Regions from separate parts of the Mus musculus genome. Here regions 2 and 3 are each linked to region 1. The links are chromatin contacts, called in public HiChIP or PLAC-seq and Micro-C maps. All regions are on one chromosome and are shown on one strand. The core of a region is the stretch at or near the end of the contact, and the rest is flanking DNA. Distances in the headings are between cores, read along the strand shown. Region 1 overlaps Dgkd (diacylglycerol kinase, delta). Region 2 has its middle 10 kb from the start of Hjurp. Region 3 has its middle 13 kb from the start of Inpp5d.

Region 1 (4,422 bases), core at 696-3,195:
CTGATGATTTACTAGAGCAGGGTGCACACTGCTCTCCAGAGTGGCTGTGGCCTTTCTCAGACACCCAGCATGGGATTTAAAGCTTTAGTGGCTCAGAAAAATCCCTGTGCATCTGTGTCTTCACTGTGCAAACCTGAGTAATAACCAAGAAGACGAAGGAAGCAAACTAAGCCAGAGAAGTCAGGCTCCAGGCCCCACTGTAAAGCAGAGCCAGCAAACAGGACCAGGCCACAAAGCCTGCAAGGTCTCAAAGAACATGGCAGAGCCTACCTGTGAATGAGGCCCCCTGCTGCCTGCCCAAACTGATCCATCTGGGTAGCTTCCTCCTCAGACAGGATCTCAGGGTGCAGGGAAAAGGAGGGTGGGCGGGACAGCTCACACTTCTGTTTGTCTTCCCAAGACTTCAGGGTGTTTTCAAAGGCCTGAGACATTAGAACACAGAGTCAGACTTCTTCCTGTGCCCTCTAGAGGGCGAGCACACCATCTGCCCACAGCAAGGTAAAAGCTATGTATGTTAGTTTAACTTTGTGCCTTTTAGAACATGTCTCACTATATAACCTTAACTGGTCTCCTGCCTCTAGATTATTGAGACTACAGGGCACACCACTATGTCAGCTAATCTCTGTATGGTGAAGAGAAATCCAAGAACAAAGATGAAACCCTTTTGCCTCTTTTATGAATGTACAGGTGAGCCCATGAGTAAGCCACTGGTAACCCAGACCCCACCAGGCCTCGATGGCAATTGCTCTTACCCTGTCTCTGGTCAATGTCTGCGCCCTGTTCTTGTGCACGATCCGAATGTACCCAGGTGGCTGGATCCAGGCTTCCCCATCCACCTGCACAGGCACGCCTTCATCCCCCAGGATGGAGATCTTCACTGTGCGACACTTAAACAGATGCCAGACTGTTATTCCCGTGCCAGGAGATTTAAAGCACCCACAGGCCTTGCTGCTCTGAGTGTCTGCACTCCCACTCCTTACCCACAGCCATTTACTTGGCCTCCTTTTCTAGCCTCTGCTCTGTTGCCCCCTCTGCCCCTACTGTTCCCTCCCCACACATCTGGGATAGGTATAACCAGAAGATCTTGGGTACAGATACGGATATCAGGCTAAAGGGGTCAAAGAGTCATGGTCCTTGCCAGATGTAAACATCCCTGGGCAGAGCAAAATCTAACATCAGATGATAAAGCTTCTGCAACTCTTTACAAAAATGTGCACAAAAACAAAAAGGTAAACTTTAAACAGCTGAGTGTTGGGGACCAAGAGAATGCAGGAAGACCCAACAGATCTTATCAGCACTGCACTGTATGTACAGTTACTCCTTCCCTGCACCCCCAAAGTGGGTGGACCTGTACCAGCTCTTCAGTGCTGTCAGAATTAAAGCCAAGAGCCCTGACCTAACTGCCCTCTCTAGCTAACCTCAGAGCTGTCTGTCAAGCCCCGGTGGGCTTAGTCATCGCCACAGACAGATCCATGTCCAAGGTGCACTGCTTCTTGCAGCAGACCAGGCTCATCTGGGCCTTTTCTACCTCAGCAAGACTCAGAGCACTCAGTGGGAGAGGGAGGCAGAGTGGGGCTGCCTCTAAGGTCCTAGTTAGGCATCTCTCTTGGGTCTCTACTGTGAGCAAATCCAAGCATCCTAGGCCAAACCCTGCCTCTCCAAACAGGGATGAGTCCTAGAAGGGGGTGGGCTAGACCTATCGAACAGCATGGCCAGTACCTGGGCAATCCGATGATGCTGTAGCTTAATTACACGAGACACAGCCATCTGCATGCTGCCGAACACAGCAACCACCTCCAGAATCTTATCATCGAATGATGGAGCTGCAAAAGTCTGAAAGGGCCAGCATGAAAGCTGTCTGCCTCACTTCCCCAAACGCGTCTCCCTCTTGCTCTGCTTCCTGTTCTGGGGGTTCTGGTGAGACAGACAAGCCCACACCCACACATGGTACAGTGATGGTGGTAAATGAAGTGCAGGGTTGGGTATCTGTTACCCAGAAGCCCAATGCCTGAGACTAGCCCTCAAACGTGCTATTTATTAGACATGAGCCCTCAGGCAAGTTAGTCATGTCCTCCGTCCTTCAGAGGGAGATGACACTGCTTGCTCCTTAGGAGGGGGAGGTATATAAAATGAACGTGCAAACAGGTTCCAGGTACTTAGAACAGTGGCCTACAAATAAGTCTGCAGTAAGTGCCAAGCTGGCTTTTTAATTACATGCAAACCTTGGTTAAAGCCCGTCAATATCTTCCTATGTTCTTGACATAAACTCCAGACTCCTGCCTTTGGCTTCTACTGCCTCATACAATGCAGGCCCTACAGGCATCTCCCTCCTCCATGCACATATTCCACACTGCACTTGGGGAACTGTTCTCTATATACTTTGCCCCTTCTTGCTTCTGAGCTTCCACATCTCCTTTCTTCTGCCAAAACAGGATACTCTCCATCTAGTGCCTGCCAATTCGGACAATTTAAGTTCTCCTTCAAGTCTCAGCTGCTTCTCACTTGATCTTGTGCTAGACCTGCCTTCTAGACACCAGGCCGATTGGTGAGGGAACCTGTCTATCTGGTCCTCCACCATGCCCACTGTTAGGACCAAGGAGATATCCCATCTAGTCATGCCTCACTGACCTTGCTAAGCCCAGCCCACCCACCTCAAACCCCATACGTACATCATCTTCCTTGGTGCCCCCCCAGAAGTTGGTCCCTCCAGCATAGCTGGGAATGTTGAGGACAGCAATTCCTTGAAGACTCGGGAGGGGAATAGGGCGGCCATCACACTGCGCCGCAGAAAGGCAGATGGAGAGAAAAGAGCAGTACTCAGTATGTGCCAGTTCTTCCTAGCACCAATTTAATATGCTGGGCCTGTGGCAAGGCAAGGCTCCTCAGGGACGATCAGGCAAGGCTCAGTAGAACTCATCTCTAACCAAGGTTGGGAGGTCACCCACCAGGCCAGGAGGCTACCACTCACCTCCAGCAGGACCTTTTGTTCCAGGTTCCTGTAGGTTCTGTGCAGCAGCTCTTTGGTGCCAAGGACACCATACCACATCATGTTCTTAGTCCTACTCCTAGAAACAGAAGTGCCACCTTGGACAGGGCTCTCTTACAATAACCTGAGTTACTGTTATGAAGCCTGGGGACTTGTGCGACCTCAAAAGGCAGCCTGGTTTCTAATTGAGCTAGATTTAAACCCCAGATACCCAGCAAGGGACAGAAGTCGCTTGTCTGCCACACTTCTAGACACCAGGGTCCTGATATGAGGCCTTAGCTCTCCATAATTATGTGACCATCAACCTGACCCATAGATCACATAGCCTCAAGACAGAGCTCCATTTAAATGAGGTACCTAAAGGCCTGAGGGGCTTAGCCAATCAAGCTCTCCTTCCCAGATACTCCTCCCTGCAAAAGGTATTTAACCTTAGGCCCACCCTGAGAAAGTTTCACTGGTCACAACTCTCCACCATAACAATAAATGCTTTAAAACCATGGACTGCCTCTTCTCACTGGGACCTGCTGTGGGGAACAATGGAGCAGGTCTTCCTCTAAAGAGCCATGCCTAATCTAATGCAGGAAGCCTCTCTACATTTTCAGACACACAGCCAACCTGCCCTGACCAAGCCTAGGACACTCTCCCCTCAGGAACCATCCAGAGCTCTCCTCCTGCCCTTTTCCCTTCGCCCCAGGCTAGCGCCAGCCCCTCCAACCCCTACTCAGTTCTCAGCTCTTCCACAACATCAAGCTGCATCTTCAGTGTCCAAGAGTCTGAGAATCTGTTGTCCTTGTCCTCTGTGTGGGCCAGGACACCCGAGCCAACTCCGGCAGTTCCCCAGGGACCTCAGACTGCACTTCCCCACCCCCGGAGCAGGGTTGTGCGGCAGCCTGACACCCACTGACAAGCAGCCATAGCCCTGTGGCAAACCAGACACCATTTTTAACCCACAGGGACTCAGCAACTGTGTACAGCAGGACACTGGAGCAAAACAGTCTGGGCTTCTCAGACATGTAAGAAGAGTAAATTTAGCAATGATGAAGTATGCTACAAACTGACACTTTGCCAAGAAAGCAATCACACTCTGAAAAGGAAGTAAGTGACGCTCAGAAAAAAAATTATATATCATGACTTGTGGCTATAAAATTATAGGGAGATGACTAGTGGATAAAGTGCTTTCTATGCAAGCATAAGGACTGGGGTTTGAATCTCCATAACCCATGTACACCTGGATGCGATAGAGCATATCTGAAATCCCAGGGCCATGGCTTAATGGGAAGCAGAACCGGAGAATCCCCAGAACCCCATGAGTCAGTCAGCCAGGAATACAGCAGTGAAAAATAGAAGACTGTCTCAAAACAAGATGTAAAACAAGGACCACTTGACACCTAAGGTGGTGTAGTTTTGTGTCAACCTGACACAGCTGGAGTTATCAC
Region 2 (4,422 bases), core at 921-3,420, 350 kb before region 1:
GAACAGAAGTCCAGGATTTCTAGATTTGACTTCAGGACTTTCACTAACTGACCCTCTGGTCCATTAGCCTCTAATCTGGACTGAGAGCCCCACTATTGGCTTCCCCAGTTCTGAGGCTTTGGGACTTCTAGACTGCGCTCAAGAACCCAGGGTCTAAAGCTTGTAGATGCTCTGTATAAACACATCACAATCACTCTAATGAATTATCCTCAAATAGATAGATAGGTAGGAAATAGGCAGACAGACAGATGAATAGACAATAAGTAGGTAGGTAAATAGGTAGGTAGGTAGGTAGGTAGGTAGGTAGATAGATAGATAGATAGATAGATAGATAGATAGATAGATATGGAGAGAACCCAGAAATACACTTAAGCTTCCACCTTTAACTCCATGCTGGAGGAAGGAACTACCGTGGAAAACTTCAAAAAGTAAACAATTTGAACATTTTAAATCACATGCTGGGCTAAGCAGTGTGATGAAGCCATGCCACCCCCATCCATCCTGCTAAGGACACAAACCTCTCTGTCCAGTGTATCTGAACTGTATATGCTACCCTCCCGCTAGCCCTGTTGGTACCCATCCTGGTTGTCTCACCAATGTTGTAGGGCTTACATTCAAGCTACTCTTCTTTGACTTAATCACAGCACCAGACCACAAAAAGCAGTGATGCAGATAATTGAATCTTGTCATAGAGAAGTTATACATTAAAAAAAAAAACAAAAACAAAAGCAAAGGTTCTTGACTTAATGAGAAAAAAGTTGTATGGATGATGTTGCTAAGACTTAACAGAAGAAAGACAAATCTGCCATCCACAGCATTGTGAAGAAATAGAAGTTTACACTGATATGGTCATAACACCTTCAACTGCAAAAGTTACAGCCACAGTGCGTGCCCCAGGAGAAGAAAGAGCCACATGGGCACATGTTCTAAAAGCAGGCCACTCACGCCTGTGTATTTCACATCTTCTCTGTCCTACTTTAATGTTTCGTGAGCATTTTAATGTCAGATGTATTTCCAAGACTTACAATCCTATTTTAGAACAGCCCATAATATATTGTTTGCATTCATTTGTTCATTGAGGAAATATCACTGTTTCTACCCCTACACCAGACACCATTCAAAGCAGGAAGGCACAGAAAGAGAAGGGGCTTCCTGGCCATTCTTTTCAGGGGTGGGGTAGGGTTGAGGAGGGGATGACCATAAGCAAACAGATGAATATATGAGAGGCTGAGGGATGGCGAAAGCAGTGAGAACAGCTGTTCTAGCCTGGTGTTTGTTGCTATGACAAACACCATGACCACTAGCAACTTAAGAGGAGGAAAGGGTTTGTTTCAGCTTACAGGTCTTGGTCCATCCTAAAATAAAAGTCAGAGTAGGAGCTCAAACCAGAAAGTGAAGGCAGAAACCATGGAGGACACTGATTGCTGGCACTGGTTAATATGAAATATCTGCTTTTCTGTTTGCAAAGGGATCACTACCCTGATAGGGGAGTTAACCACTTGAGACCAATGTTCCTGGGGGTCAGCCAACTCTTAGGCTGACTTGATAAGGCTTGTTTTGTCATCGACTAAACTCCAGCATTAATGACTGCAGAGTTCAAAGTGCAAAAGGCAAAGGTCCACAGGAGTTCCTGCCTAAGAGCACAGGCCCACTTCTGCCTGCTTTGCCCCATTGGGCTTTCCCACAGTTCTTCAGTGAATGGCTCTAATGGGCAAATGGATACTTATAACACCATAACTGAAAGGCGGGGCCTTTTGGCCATTTGAGAATTAGCATCTCTAGGACATGTCTGTCTATGTGCACTGTCCAGAGAATGACTTTCCCTTGAGTCAATCTCCAGCTCCAACATGGCAGCCTTGGTCACCGGGGAACCAGTGCTGTCTTTTGAGACCTCATGCTGCTGAACTCGGGGAGAGAACACTTGTTGAAGTTTTCAGGCATTCGCAGCTTTGAAGCAGTCCTTATGGTTTGCTTTTACCGTGCCAATAAATAGGTTTATTTTATTTTTAATTATGTGTGTCTCTGCAGGGTATGAGCCCTTGCATGCAGTGCCCATGGAGGCCACAAGAGGGCACAAGAACTCTTCGAATTGGAGCTACATGGGGTGAATATTCAACTGAAATGGAAACTGAAATCAGACTTGGGTCCTCTGGAAGAGAAACCGACACTCTTAATCACTCTCTAGTTTCAGCCAATAAAATTTCTCAAAAAGGTAGCATATCTGGACAGTCAAATAAATGATTAGCTAGCTGTTTCATCATTTCTCCAATCTGGCTCCAAATGTTAACTGAATCACTCTAGCCATCTTCTGTCCTCCCAGCCACTTCATCCTCACCCCAGATAATACCAATGGCGGCCCCCAAATTCACTTGTGCTATGCTATAAACACTCAGCATTGACTCTGAGGGGAGGAAGACTGGGTTGTTTGTTTGTTTGTTTGTTTTGCTCTCTCTCACACTCCAAGGTCTGCGGTCTTGACCTAGAAGACCCTTTGCCTTTCTCATCCAGACCAGAGTGGATATCCTAAAAAATGCTTTCCTCTGCCCTTCCTTGGGATGAGTGTGCAAACCCTACAGCCGGGAATGGCTTAAAGCACTTACCCTGCTGCAGGCCCCGGGAACTATGCTGGCCACTCAGAAGGCACCTTCCAAATGCTAGCACCACACGCAATGCTCCTTCACTTCTCCCTTGAAACCTGTGGCTGAGGCAGCAGGGGCTCACTGACTTTCGGGAGGGTTGACGCTACTGTCTTAGAGGTCCTCATCGACTCGTGGGGCGGGTCGGAAGGGCACCACAGCCTGCAGGCATTTGGCACGGTCTTCCTTGACAGTGAACAGGTCACCCTCATCAGGGTTTATCCAAGCATCAAAATTGTGAGTTCTGCACTAGAGTTTATAGCTCCCATGATCCTCTTTGGCTCCAGGCCCCTAGCAGGATTTTCTACCTTTTCTTTCTTCTGCTGTTCACTCTCCTCTCCCCATCTGCTGAGGGCTCAGCCAAGAGTTGCACCGGATTCTCTCTAGCTGCGTGTCGTTCTTTTGAGAAACCTTCCCACTTTAGGAGACCCAGGAAATTTTCCCACCATGCATCTCTCTCTTCATCTTCTTCTGTTTTCTCCTCCCGTGGTGCTAGCCAGCTTTCCTGGTGTAAAGAATGAGAGCACCCCGTAGTCTGCAGGGCATCACTGGCACTACCAGCCATCACGTGCCCATCCAGGTGATGCGTAGATCTTCTCACACGCCTAGCATGCCTGGCAGCGCATGCTTCTCTCTCATCGCGTGCTTCCCAGCATGGGATTTGCTCTGTGACACTTTGGGGTTGAATAGTGAACTAGCTTTTGCACATGTGTGTCTCTTTCTTAAGTCGAAGCCTCTCGTATTCTGGGCTAGCCTGTGAACTTGCTGTGTAGCAGAGGATGGCCTTGAACTCCTGATCCTTCTTCTGCCTCTGCCTTCTAAGTAGTAGAAGTACAGGAGTGCTTCCACTGGTGTGCAACACATGGATTGTGCTGTGCTTGGGGTCCCATCTGGGGCTTCATGTAGTAGTGTGTGGACTGATCTGGAACCCCCTATTTTAACCTACATTGTCCATTACCCGAATGCCTTCATGCTCCTTGATTCTCTTGTGAATCTCCTGTTCTTGCTTTTCACGTGTGTCTGCCTGCTCTCATTGTTCATGTGTTTGTCTGCTTGCCTGCCTGTCAATGCTGATTCACAAGAATTTAGGCACCAAGAACAGAAGCTGTGTTTACAAGGACACACAGAAGCTCACACCAAACCGATTGTGTTCTTTTCAGTATTTCCTTTGATGATTAATGAAAATAAAACCCAATGTCAGAAAAAGGCAAAGTAGGATACTGCAGGGCTGGTTAGCACTGGAAAGCTAAAAACGCTAATTCTTAACACTAGACACACAAAGGCGTGAAACAGGACAAACACACGGGACAGACATACTGACAAATGCAGCAGTAGCTGGCAGGTGGTTGACTAGATCAAAGGTCTAGTAAGACAGGAAGAAAAAGCAATCTTTTTAATAAACTAGAATAACCGTGTGCCGGAGGCAACTGTGTAACTCAGCAACTCTGAAGAGTGTTATCCTTTGATGAAAGACTCCAGGGGCCACACTGTGACTCACACCATTATTTTTGCCTTCATGGACTCCCCTCTTACAATAAAAAAAGGGGGTAAGATGCAAAAATGATAGTGTTATGGCTTTATAAAGACTTAATCAATCTAGGCTGTACCAAATCCGTTTTTATTTCAACTTTAAAATTTAAAATGTACTGAGGCTAGAGAGATGGGTCAGTGGTTAAGAGGCACTGCTCTTGAAGAGGATCCAGTTCTGTCCCCATCACCCACACTGGGCTGTCTCAGTCACAAGCACTTGTAACTCCAGTTCCGGGGGACCTCATGCCTCTGGCCT
Region 3 (4,422 bases), core at 844-3,343, 330 kb after region 1:
TGGCTTTAGTCTTTCTATATAGCTCAGGCTGGACTCAAACATGAGATCCTTCTGCCTCAGCCAGCCTCCTAAGTGCTGGTATTGTGGTATGGGACAAGAATATTTTGTAATGATAATAAACAGCCATGTTCATTTTTAACGCGTTGTGCTTTTAACCAGTATTTTGTGCTGCTCCCCCTACTTTTAAAAAGGTTTGACTGTACTACGGTGAGCCAGCGTCTTGATGACATCATTTTCTCCTGTTCCTGATTCAATCTTGCATTTTTCTGTCCATGTAACCCTCAGGGCACCAGCAGACATTACACAGCTGCCACAGCAGCAGGCCACACCTTCTAGGTCCATGGAACTTCATTTGCATCATAGGACTGCATCGACTTCTTCCAAGTCAAAGATCAAGGATACTCATGAGGAGGACGGTAGCTGTGGTTGTGAGCTGGGAAGGCTCTCTTCCCATCTGGCCCCTGCGCTCTTTCCTGTCTATCCACTCCCCTTGCTCATTTCTCTCTCCATCCAGTCTTCTCTCTGCTCCTTCTAGCTGCCACATCTCCTCTAAGTTGCCTCAGTTAGGGCACTGCTCCGTTGGACTATCATCTCGCTTCTCAGTTCCATTTGCATTTCTGCTTCTGGACGAGATCCTCAGGGTGGTCTTTACAAGTCCTACACCAGGCTTTGGACCACATCCTTAAGGTGGTCTTTGCAAGTCCTAGCATCAGGCTTCAGCAGACACAGGTTTCCTTCAAGCTTGCAAAGTTCGTTGCAACTGGTCTTAGAGCACTTGGCTGGCTTCCTGGGAACAGGCTTGCCTTGAGGATGGAACGATGGTAGCCTCAGTTCATCCTATCTCTCCTCCGTATCTCTGAAAACTCTATTGCAGCAGTTCAGATCAGACATGGAATCATACACAGGACCAGGGCCAGAGTCTGAAGGCCAGCCTTGTAACATTTGGCCCATCTGAATCACACTGTATCTCAGGAAAGTGGGGAAGACATCTCTGCTGAAGGGTGAGAGGCAGTGAAGCATGGCTGGCCTGGGGGGTTGTTTAGGATAAGATAGAAATCCTGTGTGACTCAGATGATCAGTGCCCGGAGGGCAGTGCCTTGGCCAGCACAGGATTGGGTAGACTCCTGGCACCCAATGGTGCCACAGAATGCTGGCACAGGGTGTAGCCAGCATCACTAAGAATCACCTCTGGTTAACAACCTTGCTTTGAAGGAGGATAGCATCTTACAAGTACACAGCTTACCCGCAGCTTCTACAACCCTAGGTTAGGGCCTGAGCCTTGCAGTTTCCACCGCCAGGGGGCGCCTTGACCTCTGGCCTCCCCAAGCCTGAACAACATTCAGGTGTCAATCAAGACCAGCTCGTCCCTTTTCAAATAAAGCCAGCAACAGGAACAGACTCCATTTCCCAAGAGGACAAAGAACTCATGATGTCTTGATCCGTGCTTCATGGCATAGTTGAAAACGGGAAACCTGGCTGTGACAGAAAACCAGGCAGTGACAAGATATGGGTGGGATCAAGTGGGTAGGAAGAATTGAGTAAGAACTTGAGCCAGTGTCGCCAGGACTCTTAGGGACAGGGCATAATAGTAATGATACAGTAGTAAATGAAAGAGACAAAAGACAAAAAAAACAAAAAAACAAAAACCTCAAGAACCAAAAAACCACACACAAAACCAACCAACCAACCAATAAAACAACAACAACAAACCAATTTGAAATAACCATCCCAGAAGAACGCTCTGAAGACGCTCAGTCTGGTGGCAGATTCCTAATTCATCTTTTTTTTTCCACCCTGGGACTCCATTCCCTGAGTCAAGCCCCAGACCAGAGGGTCAGCCCACCACAGTTGCCAGGCTACTTACTGCACTGTGCCATGCCTGGACCTCCTCCAACCTGTGTTCTGGTCTCCAGCACTTCCCAAGCGTGAATCACGACAGCCTCCCTTGGCAGGGCCCGCGGCCGCGCTTCCTAAACGCCTTTTCTGCCAACAGCTACCCGCTTTCTGTGGTGATTACGTGTCAGCTGCTCCCTGCTTCAGACTTTTTACCTCTTCCTCTATGCTTCCTCAGCCAGCAGCTATCTTCACTGATCTGCCAAAAACCCTCACTGTGGGTTCCAGAATCTTCTCCCCAGCCCCGTCTTCCTCCTATGCCACCCGCCCTACCCTCAGCCGACTTTGAGTTTCCGGGGTTACACCCTGGTTTAAAAAAAAATGTTTCTGAAATGGCTTTCCACTTTTGTGGGACCGGCTGCTGCCTCACCCTGGGCCATAAGCCTTTTCTGACACCTGCTGAATGCTGTCCATCTTCTTTGCCCCACCTCCTGAGCCTCTACAATAAGCCACGCCTCTAGAGCGCTTGCCCCGCTACAGGCTCCTCTTCCCACTTAACCACCACACTGTCACGTTGTGGGCACTTGTCTTAGATCACGCCCCACAACAGAATATCATGGACGGTGACTCCAACAACGCAACAACAGGTATTTATTTCTTGTCATTTAAAGGGTGGGCATCCACAATCAAGGTTCTGACATTGCTGCTTCTGCTGAGGGCTGTCTTCCTGACTGGCAGGCGGCTACCTTCCATACTTTCCTTTGAACCTACCACCTTTCTGACTTCGTTCGACTTTAGTTGCTACTTAAAAGCACCATCTCCAGAGACAGTCACTTTGGGAGTCACCACAATTCACCCCTTAACAATACCTGGACTGTAGCGATAGATTGCCTCTAGGTGCAAGCACTGCACTAACATTTATGTATGAGTTACCTCGTCCGGGCCACACAGATACTCCTCAAGGCAGACATAACCTCCAACTTCACGCCTGAGAAAGTGAGAACCAGAGAGATTAACCAACCTGCAAATTAGCAGCACACCAGAGCTCCTAGCTCATATCTGAGGATCTCAGAATGGGACTGTGTGCTGTAAGCCTTGAATTAGATAATCAGAACTTTACTGCTAGACTCTGCGATTCCTTTACTCAAAGGTTTCATTCTCCCAGAATCCTCTCCTGTCTGCAAACTCCCAAAGCTCCCCATAGCTCAGACTATTATATCCTGTGACTTCAATGACTTAGGAAACCACTACTGTCCCTCTTTGGTATTTCCTTCCCTTACAGGGACCAGACAGGAGTCCCCTTTACTCTATGCCTGAGTCTTGAATCTTTAGCCAGTTCTATTGATGGTAGCTATAATTGTAGAACACAGGCAAGCAAAATTATGGCCTCCAAATCCTGCTCCACTCCTCTGGCCAGTCCCCAGCCTCTGCTCCACCCCCACCTTCTCCCAGTCTTCACTTCTACACACCCAGTCTCCCTCACTCTTAATGTCCACAACCCCATTTGTGTTTCAGATCCTGGACATCCTCAGAGCCCCTTTCTGCCATCTCTGTCTGAAATATTCCAGCCAGACTCCCTGAACTCCAGAGAAACACAAAAAAACAGGCAGCCCCAGCCCTAGAATAACCCATGTTATGTGTCCAAACAATGTGGTAGCCAGGGACTTCTAGGCCTCCGCTGAGCACCAACCTCCTCCGTTCCCTATCTCCTGTATTCATGCTGCTCTACCCAGCTCACTTCCAGATTCATCAGACTTTAAAATTCTTCACCTCACTGCCCACAAAGAAGAGCAGATCTCCCAGACCACCCTCCTCTGCATCTGCCTTTATTCTCACACACTCTGCTCCTCCAAGGTCACCTTACTACCAAGTTGGGACTGGCTCTCAAATCTCTCATGGTCCTGGCTTTTCTCCTCTCCTCCCCACCCACTCATCCCCTTCATCTTGTGAGAGCAAGCGTGATGGTTCCTATCCTTAAAATCCCTCCCTGCCACAGGTTCTCAGCTTCGGCTATAAATATGAAAGGCTTCCAGCCAGACCAGCTCAATAAAAACCTGCAGGGCAGGCCCTGGGCTTCTCCCTGGGGTCAACAGCATACCTTCTTGCCTAGCCATCAACCCATCTCTTAGCTTAGCTGACACTTTGGGTCTAATTGTCCTCACTTGGCGACTGTTACAATGTAATCACTTCCTACCTGTACCTGCCTTACCCTCTCCTATGGTCTGACCAAAAACTTCTCCGCCTACCAGGCCACCTTGTAGCTCTCAACCCACTCTGTCACAGCCTAGCCAGAGACCCTGAAAGCTTCTTCATTCGATAAATCCTCTAGGCTCCCTCAGCGCTGCTTTCCTTTGTGACCAAGGTCTTCTCCATACTCTTGGGTGCTTGAGAGTGCTCCCCCCTTCTGCATTTTCTGTTGTCTAGTCTACACTCTCTGGGGATACCTTCTCTGACTAGAGCCTGCAAATCCAAGTTCCTAGCCAGACCTCATTCTAAGCTCCCACCCACACATCTCCCCAATGCCTGCCTTTGTGGATAATCCTGGAGGCACTTACACCCCACTCATGTGAATTCTCCCATCTACACTCC

The links. Hi-C and Micro-C count contacts between places; a contact is called where the count stands out from the background. HiChIP or PLAC-seq counts read pairs in DNA pulled down with a chosen protein or histone mark.
Region 2: a Micro-C map of the G1E-ER4 cell line shows a contact between it and region 1. The contact joins two enhancer-like sites. A contact is called at or near these places in 2 of 39 promoter capture datasets (both in the C10 cell line), 1 of 15 datasets of contacts at CTCF or cohesin (the NIH/3T3 cell line), 6 of 484 Hi-C or Micro-C datasets (the Ba/F3 cell line, the G1E-ER4 cell line, the HL-1 cell line and 3 more), 8 of 115 datasets of contacts at active chromatin or transcription factors (the 230-238 cell line, CD8 T cells, bone marrow-derived dendritic cells and 4 more) and 2 of 9 other capture datasets (adipose tissue and pancreatic islet).
Region 3: an H3K27ac HiChIP or PLAC-seq map of regulatory T cells shows a contact between it and region 1, with 6 times the contacts expected there. The contact joins two enhancer-like sites. A contact is called at or near these places in 1 of 39 promoter capture datasets (pre-B cells), 2 of 484 Hi-C or Micro-C datasets (the G1E-ER4 cell line and embryonic stem cells), 1 of 115 datasets of contacts at active chromatin or transcription factors (regulatory T cells) and 2 of 9 other capture datasets (adipose tissue and liver).

What each region holds. Positions count from the first base shown.
Region 1 is chr1:87,932,749-87,937,170 of GRCm38.p6, reverse strand. It overlaps Dgkd (diacylglycerol kinase, delta), which reads right to left. Exons shown (of 30, transcript NM_177646.3): 20 at 2,969-3,065; 21 at 2,670-2,777; 22 at 1,720-1,833; 23 at 753-887; 24 at 271-422. Among named protein-coding and RNA genes, the nearest start is that of Usp40, 74 kb to the left of the region's middle. Within about 2 kb of position 1,945, at least 63 of the 459 cell types and tissues checked have an H3K27ac peak or open chromatin away from gene starts, as enhancers often do. A contact at or near this core is called in the G1E-ER4 cell line and regulatory T cells, where this site is marked.
Region 2 is chr1:88,285,414-88,289,835 of GRCm38.p6, reverse strand. No RefSeq gene overlaps it. Among named protein-coding and RNA genes, the nearest start is that of Hjurp, 10 kb to the right of the region's middle. Within about 2 kb of position 2,170, at least 19 of the 459 cell types and tissues checked have an H3K27ac peak or open chromatin away from gene starts, as enhancers often do. A contact at or near this core is called in the G1E-ER4 cell line, where this site is marked.
Region 3 is chr1:87,605,487-87,609,908 of GRCm38.p6, reverse strand. No RefSeq gene overlaps it. Among named protein-coding and RNA genes, the nearest start is that of Inpp5d, 13 kb to the left of the region's middle. Within about 2 kb of position 2,093, at least 121 of the 459 cell types and tissues checked have an H3K27ac peak or open chromatin away from gene starts, as enhancers often do. A contact at or near this core is called in regulatory T cells, where this site is marked.